Linked DNA regions of Sus scrofa: region 1 is linked to region 2. A link is a contact called in public HiChIP or PLAC-seq data. All regions are on one chromosome and are shown on one strand. The core of a region is the stretch at or near the end of the contact, and the rest is flanking DNA. Distances in the headings are between cores, read along the strand shown. Region 1 overlaps LRRFIP2 (leucine-rich repeat flightless-interacting protein 2). Region 2 overlaps LRRFIP2 (leucine-rich repeat flightless-interacting protein 2).

Evidence for each region. HiChIP or PLAC-seq counts read pairs in DNA pulled down with a chosen protein or histone mark.
Region 1: an H3K27ac HiChIP or PLAC-seq map of alveolar macrophages shows a contact between it and region 2. The contact joins two enhancer-like sites. A contact is called at or near these places in 2 of 2 datasets of contacts at active chromatin or transcription factors (alveolar macrophages and skeletal muscle).

Annotation. Positions count from the first base shown.
Region 1 is chr13:21,777,682-21,781,159 of Sscrofa11.1, reverse strand. LRRFIP2 (leucine-rich repeat flightless-interacting protein 2) reads right to left here. Exons shown (of 29, transcript XM_021071626.1): 23 at 2,265-2,366; 24 at 1,849-1,981. Among named protein-coding and RNA genes, the nearest start is that of MLH1, 98 kb to the left of the region's middle. Within about 2 kb of position 1,994, at least 3 of the 83 cell types and tissues checked have an H3K27ac peak or open chromatin away from gene starts, as enhancers often do. A contact at or near this core is called in alveolar macrophages, where this site is marked.
Region 2 is chr13:21,697,768-21,701,040 of Sscrofa11.1, reverse strand. All of the region lies in intron 2 of LRRFIP2 (leucine-rich repeat flightless-interacting protein 2), which reads right to left. Among named protein-coding and RNA genes, the nearest start is that of LRRFIP2, 33 kb to the right of the region's middle. Within about 2 kb of position 1,655, at least 6 of the 83 cell types and tissues checked have an H3K27ac peak or open chromatin away from gene starts, as enhancers often do. A contact at or near this core is called in alveolar macrophages, where this site is marked.

The sequences.
Region 1 (3,478 bases), core at 745-3,244, 80 kb before region 2:
AAACAAATGAAAAGGGATGTAAGCTAAATCTGTAATGATGTAGTATATAAAGAACTAAAAATAATTCTTCACATTCACAAACAGCAGCCATTATCTGATCAACAATTTACAGCTCAGAGTATCAAAAGACATGAAGGCTTTAATGGTGTAAAGGAAAAGTACTTTTCAACACATATTTGCATACAACTGATATTTATCAGGGTACTAAATACACTTGCTTCCAAGAGCAGTGATTTTCCATGTAAAGACAAACTCAAGTATAAAGATCATTTCCTTGTTTCAAAATTTGCAAGTTTTACCAGTCAGCAGACAACTCAACTTGAAGCCCAGGGTACTACCACAGGCTTAAGCCCTTAGCAGAGAAAATAAAATATGGGAGAAAAGACGGAGGCTAAGAATGGGACTGAGAAGGGATGCCTGAGCAAAGCAAACAGAGAACATAATGATGGAAAAAGCACAGGCCCATGAAAGCTGGCATGGGGGAGGGAAGGGGACCAACGCTAAGACCTGGGCCATCCAGAGCTAAGCTGAGCACCAGGAGTGCTCCTGGCTTGGGAGAGGGCTGCTTCTTCCCAACATGCAGTAAAATTGGCCACCTGGACTGAGGGGACACCTACAGAGGAGGTTTTAAAAAGAACCTGACACCCACAAGCCAGCGTTCCCCACAAGCTCCTCCCATGGCCGTGCACTCAGTTCTTTTGCCACAGCCACTCCCGCTCGCCTCGCCAGCATCCTCTGATCTATCAACATGCTCCATGGTTACACTTCTAGAATTCCATACGTTAGAGAACATGCCTTTAATTAGTTAAGTGTTTTGGTTGTCCCCCAACCCCACTCATGGTACATCCATTCCTCTAGGAAACCTACAAGTATATGAAAAAAGACTTGAAGAAGGAAAAAAAGATTGTTCTTTTTAATATAAAAGTGAGCTGATTATACACTATCTACCTGTACCATTCTTCTCTAGAACAGGATTCTTATTGGAGGCGAGGATGGGCATCTGGGTGATTTCCTGAAAGAGCTGTCAATAGTTCTCAAAGGGTTAAATGTAAGAGGCTTAGACCTTAAGAGGCTCAGAAGACCTGCTATGGAATAAAACTCCTCTGAGCTCTCCTTAGTCATCTGTTTCTGGCCTTAAGAAATGCAGTGGAAAAGAGCTACAGAATCCTGGGATAAGTAGAACAGAAAACCAGATGCTCCAGGAAGAACAAACTTAAAACATACTCCAGAAGTCACCTATCAGCCCACTGGTTCTCTTGGGTGGATGTGCTGGATTCTCTCTTTGCAGAAGGTTGTATATAAGTGAAAAAGCAGGAATTCCCACCATGGTGCAGTGGAAATGAATCCGACTAGGAACCATGAGGTTGCAGGTTTGATCCCTGGCCTCACTCAGTGGGTTAAGGATCCAGGGTTGCCGTGAGCTGTGGTGTAGGTCGCAGATGTGGCTTGGATCCCATGTTGCTGTGGCTGTGGCGTAGGCTGGCAGCTACAGCTCCGATTGGACCCCTTCCCTGGGAACCGTCATATGCTGCGGGTGCAGCCCTAAATGGACACAAAAGACCAAAAAAAAAAAAAAAGAAAGAAAAAGAGAAAGCAGTATGTTATATACACCCAGTGCTTCCAACCAGGGACCTTATAGTTACATTGACTGGCTGACAATGAACCAGATGTTGGTTTCCCAAGGCCAAAGACATCTGAAGACAGTCTGTCCACATTTCTTCCTGTTTGGGATGGAGATAAGGCTCAGACAGTCCAGGTTTGTTTTTGTTTTCCAAGAAAGGGTGTGAACAGGCTGCAAATCCAAGAGGATGACATTACTTCAAGTCTGCGCAGCAGCTGGGATCTCACCTAGTGGCCCTTCTCCTGCTGACTCTAGGACCTGAGCGGCTTCCTGAGACACGACAGTGATAGCTCCGACCACTGGCTCGTGGTGGACATCGCCATTGGGTGTGCCATCGGGGATGATGACTAAGCCATGTTTCTGTGGGGAAGAACAAACCATCATCACATAAGACGGCCCACAGGGAAGCAGCATGCAGCAGCGAGGTGACCCTGTCACGCATGGCATGTGCTTGCCACAGGCAGAACCTGGTCAGGACTAGCTACAGGGAATCTAGCCCTTATAGAGAGAGGACTTACACCCACCACATTTGGGCTGGAGAATGAGCACTGTGGTTGGTACTCAGGCTAGAAAGCTGACAGGATGGGAGGGAGGAAGGAAGAACAAAGCAGTGAGGGCCTGGCCTCGGGTGAGGCGAACGTACCTCTCCCGTCTTCGCTGCCTCCTTCAGGCCGGCCAGCTCCTCTCTGAGCGTATCCCGCTCATTCCTGAGGCAGCCAATGTATTCTTTCTGTTTCTCTAGGGCCTGGTTTAGACAGGGTAGCAAGAGAAAGAATGACAGAAAAAGAGCAAGTGAAAGGGAGCAGAGAAGTACCTGATTTAAATGTAAAAAGATAAGGGCATAAAAGACGAAGAGTTAAAAGCTTGGAAGCAAGCGGTTAGATATGGGAGGAAATACGAAGTTATATGGATATCTAACTCCAGAAGAGAGTTTTAATAGAAACTGGTTAATCGTGCATAAATTTGGCAAAACATGCTTATCATATCAGGCAAGAAAACAAATCTTTCTTTTCCAGTCAATGAAAGAAAAAAAAAAGAAAAAGAAAAAGAAGATGAAGACAGCAGTAATATTAAAATAAAAATCTTCCTTACTAACCTCCTAAGCATGCTTTATTTGGTAGACCAAAAAACCCCACATTTCATGTTAAACTAGTTTATTCAAGAATATTACTTGTTTTTTAAAAAAATAAAAATTGGCCCTAGAAGAAAACCAGTATACATAGATATATATACACAAAGTATTTTAATTAAATGTTAGCTGTAGTAATTGTTCTCTAAGTAGTACGGTAAAATATTCCTAAAATACCACATAATTAAAAACAGCTAACCCCCCTTCCAATTCTCAAGGATCTGTTTTTGTTAATTTAATTAAATGCAACTCAGGGTGATCTGATTTTCTGATACAACCTTTAAAATGTGAAAAACAAAAATAATGACCAAACAAACACAGCCCACCTATGGAAGACAGCAGAACATGGGTTTTGGAATCAGGCTTCCGAGTCCTGACACCTATTAACTTACCTAGGCCTCAGTTTCCTCACAAAAACAGAAGGGATAATAACAGGGCACAGGCTGAAAGGAGTGCTTATCAGAAAGCACTGCTCGCGGAGTGTTAACACACAAGAAGGCTCAGAAAAAGCCATTTGTACACTCCCTGCCATTGCCTAGATCTCAACTGACAGGGCTCAGGACAGCAGTGCAGAGGCAGGAACTCACATCTGGCTAGTGCTGACAAACTGTTACTCTGGAATAAAATACCCTGGACTTCAAAACCCACCCAATTTAAGCACTCTATGCAGGTATCTGACAGCTGCGCTATTTGAAAAAAGCCTTTCTCTGTACAATGGAACATATTTA
Region 2 (3,273 bases), core at 406-2,905:
GCTCTGATTAGACCCCTAGCCTGGGAACTTCCATATGCCGAGGGAGCGGCCCTAGAAAAGGCAAAAAGACAAAATAAATAAATAAATAAATAAATAAAATAAAATTCAGCAGTTCTAGCAGCTATAAATGTTAAATAGACAAAGAGCTTCCTATCTTCCTTATTTTTACAAGTAAGTTTGACAACCAAATATGTAGACATGTAACTTCTGCTCAACATAAAAGTCCCCAAACATCCCATTTGCTAGACTTCAACTCCTATAAATAAGATGAGCAGTTTCTATGCCTGTACTGATTCTTTAGATTCAAGAGAATTATGCACTATGAGCATAAATTTTCTTTGAGTTTTGAATTTCAAAAGAAATTACAGAATTTTAGAATTAGAAGGACTCTCAGATCATCAAGTTCAAACATAAATGTTCTTATGACTTTCATTTGAAGAGGTGTGCAGAAAACATATTTTCCTCATAATTTCAGCTCTGCAACAAAGGAGTAATATTCTAGGCTTCAGTGATGCCTTAATAAGACTGCTTGTAGACCCTTCAAGAGGCTTCTACTTCTCATTGAAACACTCACCTTAACATTCACCAATCTGACTGAGACAAGGCAGCATAAGGGGCCTTCATCTTCCCTCACTTCCTCCTTTTGAGAGGCTAGCTGCCTAAGGGTCCCCAGTTTGACTTACTCTGTGCTACTAGGTAATTTTCACCCCCAGTCAACCCTCCAATTGCATTTTCCCCAAACCGGTGGAACAGTCAAAGCCAACAAGCAAGCAGGGTATGCAGCCAGACTGGCTTTCTGATGCCATAGAGAATCTGCTGGTGATGTTCTCCAATACCTACTCTTATGAGCTCTTCAGAGAGATATGACAGACACCCTCCCCCAGCAAAGCAGCAACATGCCTATTACAAATACGGTGGCACTTCTAGATCCAGCCACATTCCTGCCTTCACAGAGCAATCTTCAAATATCTTTTAAAGATGCAAACAATTTTTACAAGATAAAAATATTTCTGGAGATGGACAGTGATGATGGTTGCAAAACAATGACCGTACTTAAGCCCCGCGGGTACTCCTATCCTCAGTTTCTATTTCAAGTTATTAATAAACAACAAGATAGCCTATTGCAAGCCTAACACTATGATAAAATTTACATGCATAATTTCCTTTAGATATCACAACAGTCCTTAGTATAGGAGGCCTGTATTATTCTCATTTTATAGATCTGGAAATTGACATCCAGAGTAGTTACTTAACAAAACTACTCAACCAGCAAATATTAGAGCCAGTATTCAAAGCCACACCTCAACTCACCAAAGCCCAGCTTTTCTGGAAGTGGAATGATATGGAAAAATAAATGATGGCTTTAAATAGCTGTATCTGAGTCCCAGTTTTGATACCTTTCAGATACTAATCTCTCAGCTTCATCTGTTTCCTCATCTGTAAATAAGGCTAATAAAAATACCTATCCTACCTAACTCATAAGGTTGTTGTGAGACTCAAGATGTGAAAGTGCTTTTAAAATCATGAAAAGTTACAGAAAAATAAACTATTAATGGAGGAGATAGAGAAGACTAGAAAATAGCACGGCACAGTGAGACTCTGGAGTCAGAATTCAAGTGTTTGAATCCAAGCTCTGCTATTTCGTAGCTGTGTGACCTTAGGGAAGTTACTTATCTTTTCTGTGCAATGATTTCTTCATCTGTAAAATGAACACAGTAATAGAACCAATTTCAGAATTTTGCGAAGATTAGGAGTTCCTGTCGTGGTGCAGCAGAAATGAATCTGACTAGGAACCATGAGGTTTTAGGTTAGATCCCTGGCCTCCTTCATGAGTTAAGGATCCGGTGTTGCCATGAACTGTGGTGTAGGCCACAGATGTGGCTTGGATCTGGCGTTGCTGTGGCTGTGGTGTAGGCTGGCAGCTGTAGCTCTGATTGGACCCCTAGCCTGGGAACCTCCACATGCCGAGGGTGCGGCCCTAAAAAGCAAAAAAACAAAAAAATAATTTTGTGGAGATTAAATGAATTCATTTTAAATGCTTAGAACAATATTTGTCATATAGTAAGCACTCAAGTGTTGGACACTAGAATGCTACTCAATTTTGTAAATGAAGCATTATATCCAAAAAGAGTTAAAATACCTAGTGACAGTACAAAAAGAGCCAAAAACATACTGGTGTTTTCTCCCCGTACAGAATTCTGGGTAAATCCCTCCAGTTTTGAAAATAAACATTTTGAGTTGTTTCAATTTTCAACTAAAACTATGTGGCTTCTAAAATACTTCATTTTGGTAAATACTTAAGATCACTGTAAAGTGTTCTCCACTACTTCATTCTTAAGTATTTTTTACCTTTTTATCTAAAAATACCTCACTGATTTTTTTAAAGCAATTTTGTTGAAGTGTTATCCCAATTTTGTCATTAGTTTTTAGGTAACTCTTTTCTGCCACAAATATCCTCCTACAAAATTTGACTTCTAATTCAAAAGCTGAGTAGTTTATAAAAGGAAAAACGTAACAATGAGCTAGATCCAAAAAAAAAGACTGTGTAATATGTCAAGAGGAAATAGCAATAGTCCTAAATGAGTTGTTTACTAAGAATAACAAAGAGGAAGTGATGAGGGAATATTCTCACCTAAAGAATACAATTTTAAAATGTTCTGAGCAATTCTAGCACCATGTTAGTACATGGTCAGGTCTTCAGCTACAGAAAGACTCTCAAATACAGTGGACTCCTCACTAAGAAATCACATTTGGGAGTTATCTTACATTTCCAGTATGCAAGAGGAAATGCTGGCAGAGATTCAATAGGTGGCACCCCTTTCCTTTTTGTTGAGTTGTAAACAAAGCAAAACAAGAGGCTTCAGAAACTCTATTACTAGCTAAAAATTAAACATAAAAATTCCACTGCAGTATCTCAAAAACAGCTAAGACACTGAATCTGAGAATATACCAAATAAGGACTGTTTCTGTCAACAGTTATACAGTGCTTCCTGGGATACATTACTGCAGAGCCTAATGAGCATTTTAATAATACAGTTATCATACCTTCAACATTCTAATTACTTTAAGTTTCAATAATGAAGATTAATTATAAATTTTAAAAGAAAAGGACAAGTACCTGGAAGTCAAATAATTCACAAAAATAAAATTAAAAATTAATCTTAATTGAGTTGAATAAATAGCCAATAAAGAGAGAGTAACTATTTTATTCCAATAAAGTATTTTAGAGGCCACATATAACATCTTATTTATAGGAAGCATTCTGAAACCAGT